Linked DNA regions of Gossypium hirsutum: region 2 is linked to region 1. The links are chromatin contacts, called in public Hi-C maps. All regions are on one chromosome and are shown on one strand. The core of a region is the stretch at or near the end of the contact, and the rest is flanking DNA. Distances in the headings are between cores, read along the strand shown. Region 1 holds the start of LOC107954741 (chlorophyll a-b binding protein 151, chloroplastic-like). Region 2 holds the start of LOC107954936 (protein MAIN-LIKE 2).

What was found. A called contact is a pair of places that touch in the nucleus more often than the background predicts.
Region 2: a Hi-C map of leaf shows a contact between it and region 1, with 1.6 times the contacts expected there. The contact joins the promoter of LOC107954936 here to the promoter of LOC107954741 in region 1. A contact is called at or near these places in 4 of 34 Hi-C or Micro-C datasets (callus, hypocotyl and leaf).

The regions. Positions count from the first base shown.
Region 1 is chrD07:35,889,604-35,894,005 of Gossypium_hirsutum_v2.1, forward strand. LOC107954741 (chlorophyll a-b binding protein 151, chloroplastic-like) reads right to left here and starts at 2,327. Exons shown (of 2, transcript XM_016890397.2): 1 at 1,949-2,327; 2 at 903-1,688. The coding sequence starts at 2,094. The coding sequence ends at 1,037. It also overlaps the pseudogene LOC107956189.
Region 2 is chrD07:36,242,129-36,246,530 of Gossypium_hirsutum_v2.1, forward strand. LOC107954936 (protein MAIN-LIKE 2) reads right to left here and starts at 2,493. Exons shown (of 7, transcript XM_016890630.2): 1 at 2,289-2,493; 2 at 1,639-1,758; 3 at 701-1,345; 4 at 339-506; 5 at 1-204. The coding sequence starts at 1,746.

The DNA.
Region 1 (4,402 bases), core at 1,077-3,576:
GTTGTCTTGAAGAAGCAAAAGATATCATTGAAGAAATGCCCATGAGACCAAACAAAGTAATCTGGATGACATTGCTTAGTGGTGCTAGGAACCATAGAAACACAAAAATAGGTGAATATGCTGCTCAACATTTGATTGAATTGGCTCCAGAGACTACTGGTGGTTATGTTGTCCTTTCCAATATGTATGCTGTAGCAGGTGAGTGGGAGAAAGTTTCTGAGGTAAGAGAAATGATGAAGAAGAGAGGATTAAGAAAAGATTCCGGCTGCAGTTCAATAGAGCATAAAGGTGTGGTTCATAACTTTATTGTGGGAGATAAATCACATCCGCAAACAAAAGAAATTTATTCCAAATTGGCTGAGATGAGAGAGAAATTGAAATTGGCAGGACATGTTCCTGACACAAGCCAAGTGTTGTTGTATATCGAAGAGGAGGAAGAGAAAGAAGCAGAATTGGAAAACCATAGTGAGAGGTTGGCTATTGCCTTTGGTCTCATCAATACTGAAGCTGGATGTCCCATTCGCATCATGAAGAACCTTCGTGTTTGTAGTGATTGCCATTCTGTCACTAAACTGCTTTCTAAAATCTATAGACGTGAGATTATTGTGAGAGATAATAGCCGGTTTCATCATTTTAAAGATGGATTGTGTTCTTGCAAAGATTTTTGGTGATTACCTCAGATGTTGGCTGGTATTATTGCCATCTTTCAACAGGACTGAAAGGGAAGATCCGCATAATAACTTTAAGGTATTCAGGTTGTGTTTTGTCATCACTTTTGAGGGTTTATAGAAATGGCTAGATATATTTCTTGCGCTTTATTTATATCAACTAACTGAACCAGCCACTTACTACAAAATAAAACATTTGCTTTATGATCTCATCTCATTTCAAGAAAGGTGCTATTTCAGGGAAAAAGGATATGGATTTAATGATACAACAGCTCAAAAGACTAGCAGTGAATTACATCAGTACACAGCAACAGATGCTACATAGCAATTAATGTTACAGCTTTCAGAGACATATCTATAATCTAAGTTCATTTTCCGGGGACAAAGTTAGTGGCATAAGCCCATGCGTTGTTGGCCACCGGATCGGCAAGGTGGTCAAAGAGGTTCTCAATGGGACCCTTTCCTGTGACAATAGCCTGGACAAAGAATCCAAACATGGAGAACATTGCAAGGCGGCCATTCTTGATCTCCTTAACCTTCAATTCTGCGAACGCGTCAGGATCATCAGCCAGTCCAAGTGGGTCGAAAGCACCACCTGGGTAAATTGGGTCCAGTCCTTCACCGAGTGGTCCCCCACCAACTCTGTATCCTTCAACAAATCCCATGAGCACAACTTGGCAAGCCCAGATTGCAAGAATGCTCTGAGCATGGATAAGGTTTGGGTTGCCAAGATAGTCAAGGCCGCCCTCGGAGAATATTTGAGATCCAGCTTTGAACCAAACTGCCTCTCCGAACTTAACTCCATTCTTTGAAAGAATTTCAGGGAAGACACAACCAAGGGCACCAAGCATTGCCCATCTGCAGTGGATCACTTCAAGCTCACGGTTCTTAGCAAATGTCTCTGGGTCAGCTGATAACCCAGCAGTGTCCCACCCATAGTCACCAGGGAATTCACCTGTCAGGTATGATGGGATTTGGTCTGAGAATGGACCCAAGTACTTTGGGCGGTCAGGGCCGTACCTGTTTTTAAAACCAAACCGTAGGTAATCAGATCAAGAAGCAGAAATATAGTTCCGTTGCATGATTTCGCTTGTACATGTTATTTCTCTTTAAATGTATGACTTAAAATAAGGCAGATTGCTGCTAGATTGTACTGTACAAATTGAAATTTTTAGTCTGTTGTTTCACAATATTTGGGTTAACCATCAATGATTAGACTAAAAAGATCCTTATAACAAAATGCTACTAGTTAGTACTAGGAAGTAGTAACAAAAGTATACCAGATGCTGGTAGGGGCACTTTTCACAGTTCTGCGCATGGTAACACGACCACCATCGAAAGCTCCGACTTTGCGTAAGAGCTCATTGGACTGCTTCAAAGCGGTCTGGCCAACGAAAGCAGATTGTTGGATAGCAGAGGTTGCCATGGTGCCTAAGGCTTTAGGTTGACTTGGTTTGTTTGCCGATGGTTATTGTAGTCTATTTTGGTTTGGAGGAGAGGAAGGGGTTATAATGGAAATGAGAAGATGTTGTGGATCAGGAAATCTTGTCAGCAGCAGTCTATTGGTTGCTGCATTGGTGTGGATTTGCAATTGGATTTTCTGGAGAGTTGTATAGGTTGATTTTATGCCGCGTGGATTTGGAAAAATCTTGTTGATGTTTTTGGTGGTGAAGCTAAAGCCACATATATAGCCACAAGCAGCTATTAGTGAATAATAAAAATATCTTTTAAAAAGTTAAAATAAATAAAATTATTCAATATGGAAGAATAGAGTTTGGCATAATAATTTTATTAATTTATTTAAATATAAATGAACTAAATATACAAAAAAATTAAGTTGGTTAATTAAGTAATTAAATTTTAAACCTTTTAGATTGATTTTTTAACTAAAATTTACTAATTTATAGATAAAACTATAATAAATTAATATATAATAGAAAATTTATATATAACTTTTAAAAGTTGTACACTTAAAAGCATAATCATCTTTCTTTAGGATACAACTATTAGTACATATTTGAGTTTGAAATTATGATAACTTAATAGGGTGACTCATAATCATGTCTGCATTACATTTTTTTAATTAAAAGATGTTTATCAAAATAGAATTATAACTAAAATTTGTATAAAATTAAATTAAATTATTGACGACGTAATAATAAATTTCATAATTAGACTTAAATAAATTATATAATCTATTAATAAAAAAATAAGTAACTTCTATATTTACTAATATCTTTTTTTTTGTAATATGATATTTTAATTATACTTCTAAGTTTTGAAATTATTTTAATTTACATGTTAAAGCACAATTCACTTAACGTCCTAAATAATCCTTTACGAAAACCCTTAAATTTGTAAAATATTTATTAAATAATTAATATATTAACAAATAATTATATAGATTGTAGTGATATATTAATAATATTGTAGTAAATGATAGATACAATAATCATTAACAATTTCTAACATATTAGTAAATTATGACAGACAATACAATAATTACAAGTTTCAGTTTTAAAATTTCCCAATTTGTATAAGCTAGTGTTACGAATAGATGTTGTTTTAAGGTGTCAAAAAATTTCTAATAAGTTAGACATGGAAATTATAGCTAGAGTCTTCACTAATTAATTTAATTTTAGGTTAGGTATGATTAGTAATTGATGAATCTACTTATTTTAGTATTAGTTTAAGGAAAATTCTAAAAAAAATGAACTCGATCTACTTAGAAGATTTGGATTCAAGAGTATAATTATGTGTAAGGAATGATTAGCACCCCTATAACATTTGTCTTAAAATAGTACCACCTTAGATTATGACTTCTTTTTTTTTAGGATTTTTTTAGCTTTTTATAACTTAAATTATTCTATTTTTAATGATTTCATTTTTATAAATTTAATACAATTATTAACAATACATGAAATACCCTACACTCGGCTTGTAAAGACGACTGAATATATAGCATCACATCCATTGCTGAAGCAACTCAAACAATCAAACTTAAAGTCAAAATGCATATAAATTTGAGTTAGAAACATGTTACACAACAATTTGGATGATTACATATCAATATTAGTGAAAATCAAGCTCAAATGGCCTTAATACAAAGTTCTGGGGCCAAAATCAATTAAATGAGGAGTCAAGTCTCTATACGCGGGCCAAAGTATCAAGACAAGTCTTAATATTTTGAGATGCAATTCTTTGTCTCGAGACTTGTAACTTTTGGAACAAAATTTTAAGTACTTACTTGTATGTCTTGAGATTTAGCTTTCCATATTTCCAGACATGCACCTAAAAATGTACAGTTTAAGTAATGTTCCACGTCTTGAAACATGTTTATCTTGCCTCGAGACTTAAGCTTAGAAAATATAAATAAAAAAAATCATTTTAAGTCATACAATCATGCCTTTAAATATCCTAAACATGTTACCTAATACATACAGCAAGTTAGACGTACTAAAACATCACCTTAACATATAAATTCATGCCTAGAAACATATCAAATCAAATTTTAGTCATGCTAGAAGACTTGCTATTTCAAACATATCATTAGAAATCACATAAACATTAGTACCAAAAGTAACTATAAAGTGTCCGTACATATATCAATATGCCAAAAGATTTAAAAAAAACTAAAAATTCCAATGGACAAGATTAAAGCCTAATTAGACAAGTACATGCCATAGATTACTAAAAAGCCAAAAGTCTTTACAAATTAAGTAGACTCGTTGAGA
Region 2 (4,402 bases), core at 1,243-3,742, 350 kb after region 1:
TCCACGGCTTTTTCTTACCCATTGTGGCACATCTTCTGGGATAGGTTGAAGCATGCCATATTGCCTTAGGACACGATTAGGAAGGTGCCTTTCAGCCTTGTCAAAGCATATCAACATCGTTTTAGACCTCCCCAAAACCAAACTATTTCTAATTTCCTCTGGGATTACAGTACTATCCATGTACTTGTAGGGAAGCCACTCTACCTATTTTTCAACAACAAACAGCTATATTACTCTTCCTTCCTTTAACTTTTCATCAGAAGCTGATTCTTACACAGATGGCAACTAGAAACATAATTTTTATTTTAAAGAACAAAAAGGAAATACCAATAACTTACATCACATGGTTCCAGGGAGTCAAGTGCCTTACGGTAGAAAACTACATCACGGTTTGTCGTTGGACCACTCTGCTTTCCCTTCCACCTCAGTACAAAAGGGAAATGCTCGTGGATAGGGTCCCTGTTGAGCTTTGGTCGACCAATATTTAGATGATAGTAACTCCAGCACTAAAAAAGAAGAATGATTATAAGTAGCAGAATTTTGTCTAAATGTTGTCAATAGCATTAGAAAAACTTCAGCTAGAAATCCTCCTAACTGCTTCCCTTTGTCAAAAGAAGTTGAAAGACAGCAGGCCCTTCAAAAGCACTTATAGAAGGAAAAGAAAAGGGTAGGAAAATGGGACATCAGAAAAGTGAATAACCTGAAGTAGTGTCAAACATCCACAAATAGTGCTTTGGGATCTAACAGAGGCATTCCCAAGTGCCCTATACAAGAATGCTAATGCAGCTGCACCCCATGCATACCTCCCAGCATTCTCAAAATTCTCAAACAATGGAAGGTACATGACAGGGACCTTATTCCCTGTGGTGGTTGAAAAAATAGTGCTTCCCACAAGATACAAAAGGTAAGCACGTGTGTGGCGCTCAATCTCTTCGATCGTTGCATTTTCAGGACACTGAGAAAAGAACTCTTTCAACCAACTCAGCTTCACCATCCCACCACTTGCATAAGTAGAATCTGGTGCTTTCCCAAGATACTTTTCACACACCGTTCCACAAGTGGTATATGTTATTCCAATCACGGGCATCCCGTCAATCGCCAATCCCAGCAAGAAGGCAACATCTTGAAGAGTCACAGTCATTTCTCCAACAGTGAAGTGAAATGTATTAGTCTCTCTTCTCCACCTCTCAACTAAAGCTGAAATGAGCGGATTATCTAAACTAATGGCAGGTATCTTCCTCAAGTACCCAAATCCTGCTTTTTCCACCAATTCAATCTGTTTTGGGGTGAGTCTCCATTCTCCCAACTTTGATGTATGCTCATGACATCTAAGTGCACCACGCTCCTGTAATGCATGTATATATTATGTAACAATGCTAGTGTGTTTTAAATAAAAACGCATGCACAAGTCAAATTTACAATCACAATCAAAGAAACCCTCCACATATATAAGGACAAAACTAGTCTAGTGCATCAAGGCGATGAAACCGATAAACAACCAATCAAACAAACTAACAAAAGAACCAGTGCATAAACGAATTCTACAAATTTTCACTTATCAAAGGAACACAAATTACATATCTGCAAATAAAAGGGGGGGAAGGCGGAGAATGAGATTGGTGGGTATGAGAAACAGACCTGGCCATCCCAAACAGCTGAAGATACATGCTTGTCTTGATCATACAGTATTGAATGATCGATGGGTCCAGGATTGGCTGCAGATGGGTCCATTCCAATCTCTTCCATTGATTTTATCTTCTAAAATTTAAACCAAAATAAATCAAAGTGGCCTGAAATGCAGGCCAAAATAGATAGTTTAGTCCCTTAAATTAGCAGGATAGCCTCCATCACTGTTAATATATACTTAAATTTTACATTTTGGAGCCAATTTTTATCAAGCCCTTGAAACAAAGCACAGATAACTTAGATCAATTTCAAACTTTTTTTTAACGAATTAATTGCAAATAAATGAAATATATATACACACAAATATAAAAATTTGAAGAATCTTGTATTTGGGTGGTCCATTCAATTTAAAACCTAGTTTCCGTTTAACTCTCGGAGGACAAATAAAAATGGAAAACTAAACAGAAAACAATATTTGGGTGTCAACATTTTGGTTGTGCTCTTTATAATTATAATAATAAAAGGGAAAATCCAGAAATTGGAAATCAGAAAGCGAGGGTGAGGGTGAGGGTGAGGGTGAGGGTGAGGGGGAAAGAAACGACGCCGGAAAGCGAAAAAAATAAAAATTTAGATTTAAAAAAAGAAATTGGATTTTACTATACCTGAGTTTTAATCAAAACGACAGGAAAGAACGAAAGCAGGCACCACCGTGAAGAAAATTTTCAGCGGAATTCAAAGCGAAATTAAAAAAAAAACCCCGAAACCAAAACGCGTCGTTGCAGGGTTTTCTCCTCTTTGTACTGTGTGTGTGAAAGTCTCCAAAACTGGAATGTGGGTTCGCTTCGCTGCGTTGCGTTTATGAATGGATTCAAAATTTTCTATCCTATAGGCTATAGGCTTAGGGTAAATTACGATCTCACGTTGTTACACATGGCATGTTTTTGGATGATTTGGGGATCGGCCTAATTTTGTTCTCTCCTCGAAGAAAATGGGCTTTTTTCATGCATATTTTGTTTCGTTTTCATTTAATTTTATTTATTACTTTTACTGAATTCAATTATTACTTCTTTTAATATAACCTTAACTATTGTCGCAAAATATGATTAACATTCACCCAAAAATATATATACTAGATTTTATTGTTAAAAAGTATCATGGAGACCCTTATACTAGTGTTACGGGTCGCAGATCAAAACCCATAACGAATGTACACAAAACTTCATGTAAAGGTTAATTAATTAAATGAGCTCATTTGACTTAACTCAATTCGTGAAACATATGGAGAAATCTATCTACTTGAAGCATTGGTGGCACAGTGAAACACTCTAATAAAACTAGAGTTACCGTAGTGAATATTTGTAATCATAAGGGATAAAATTGTATAGTGTTTTAATCCCTTAGGACTTTCATCTTGTGGATAGACTTGAATCTCAATCATAAAATGTTGTTTAAACTATACAATTGGATTTGGGTCTTACACGAGCCTACGAAGTTTTAATACTAACATTAGGTCGAATTAGGACTAAATTGTAATGTTTACAAAATTCCAAGTTGATGTTGCGACTTCAGAGGTTTCCTCGTCGCGACGTAACACTCTGATTTAAGTTCATCATGACCTCGAGGCTACGTCACCGCAACGTGGGCCCTGAACTTTTTGTCATCGCGACATTGGGAGTACGTCGTCGCGATGTGACCACTGAATCCCAACAATGTCAAAGTACCTATTCAAATATCCAAAGCAAACAACCTATACAAAATTAGATGACATCGGTAGGGCTATTGACACAACTTTAAAATATTGTTAATCTACCCGAAAATAGAGAGAATTTGTTCTCAACTATTGAATCTATTTTTTCAGAATAACAAATTTTGTCAGTTTCTATTTCAGAAGAGATTTTTCATTTTCACACTAAAGAAAAGAAAACTATTTTTAGTTCTGTGTTTTGATTCGAATCGTTCGAGTCAACCCTCGAAACAGTTTATGATGAGAGAATAACGGAGAAGATCATTTAGTTGAAAGTCGGAAACGATAAGGATCCGTCTATCCGAAAACACATATGTGAATTCGATCTAAGGTTTATTACTATAAATATCACAAACCAAGTCAATTTTCAAAATTTTTATTTTCCGCTATACAAGAAAACCATTTGCGAACCAGATTTTTTCCAACAATATAATTCTCCAATATTATAACTATTTTTCTATTCCTAAAATATCATTTATTTAATTAAAATAAATTTAATTAATTCTTTCAATTAAATTATTTTCTTAACCCAATTCTAATTTTATTAAAATCATAATGAATTTACCTTACTAGAATCTAAGTAAATAAATTTAATTGTCTCGTTCAGTAAAACTACAATGACTACTTAATTTAATTCTCACTTTGAACTCAACTATTTAATTACAATCAATTAAATAATAAGTCAACGATATTAAGTTAATTTTTAAGTCATCTTTTGTTCCTTGCAAGAAAAATGCATTTACTGCGGATAAAAATACATGCAGTTTATTTCTCCTTTCATTTTTTTCATTCATTCAACATATCGATTATGGTTGCAATTCAAACAGGATTGTGTTGAGCTAATGGAGGGACTGATTGGACATGTAAATTAGAGCTCAAATAATATGTAATTAAGTTTTAACTCTTCGTCTAATTACAACATTATTTAGTCATGAAATCAATCCATTAAAAGTACCATGATTGAACTCTCCCTTATTATATACCATTACAAAAGCAGCTTATAATTTTGCTTGTCCAACAACTTTGTCATTA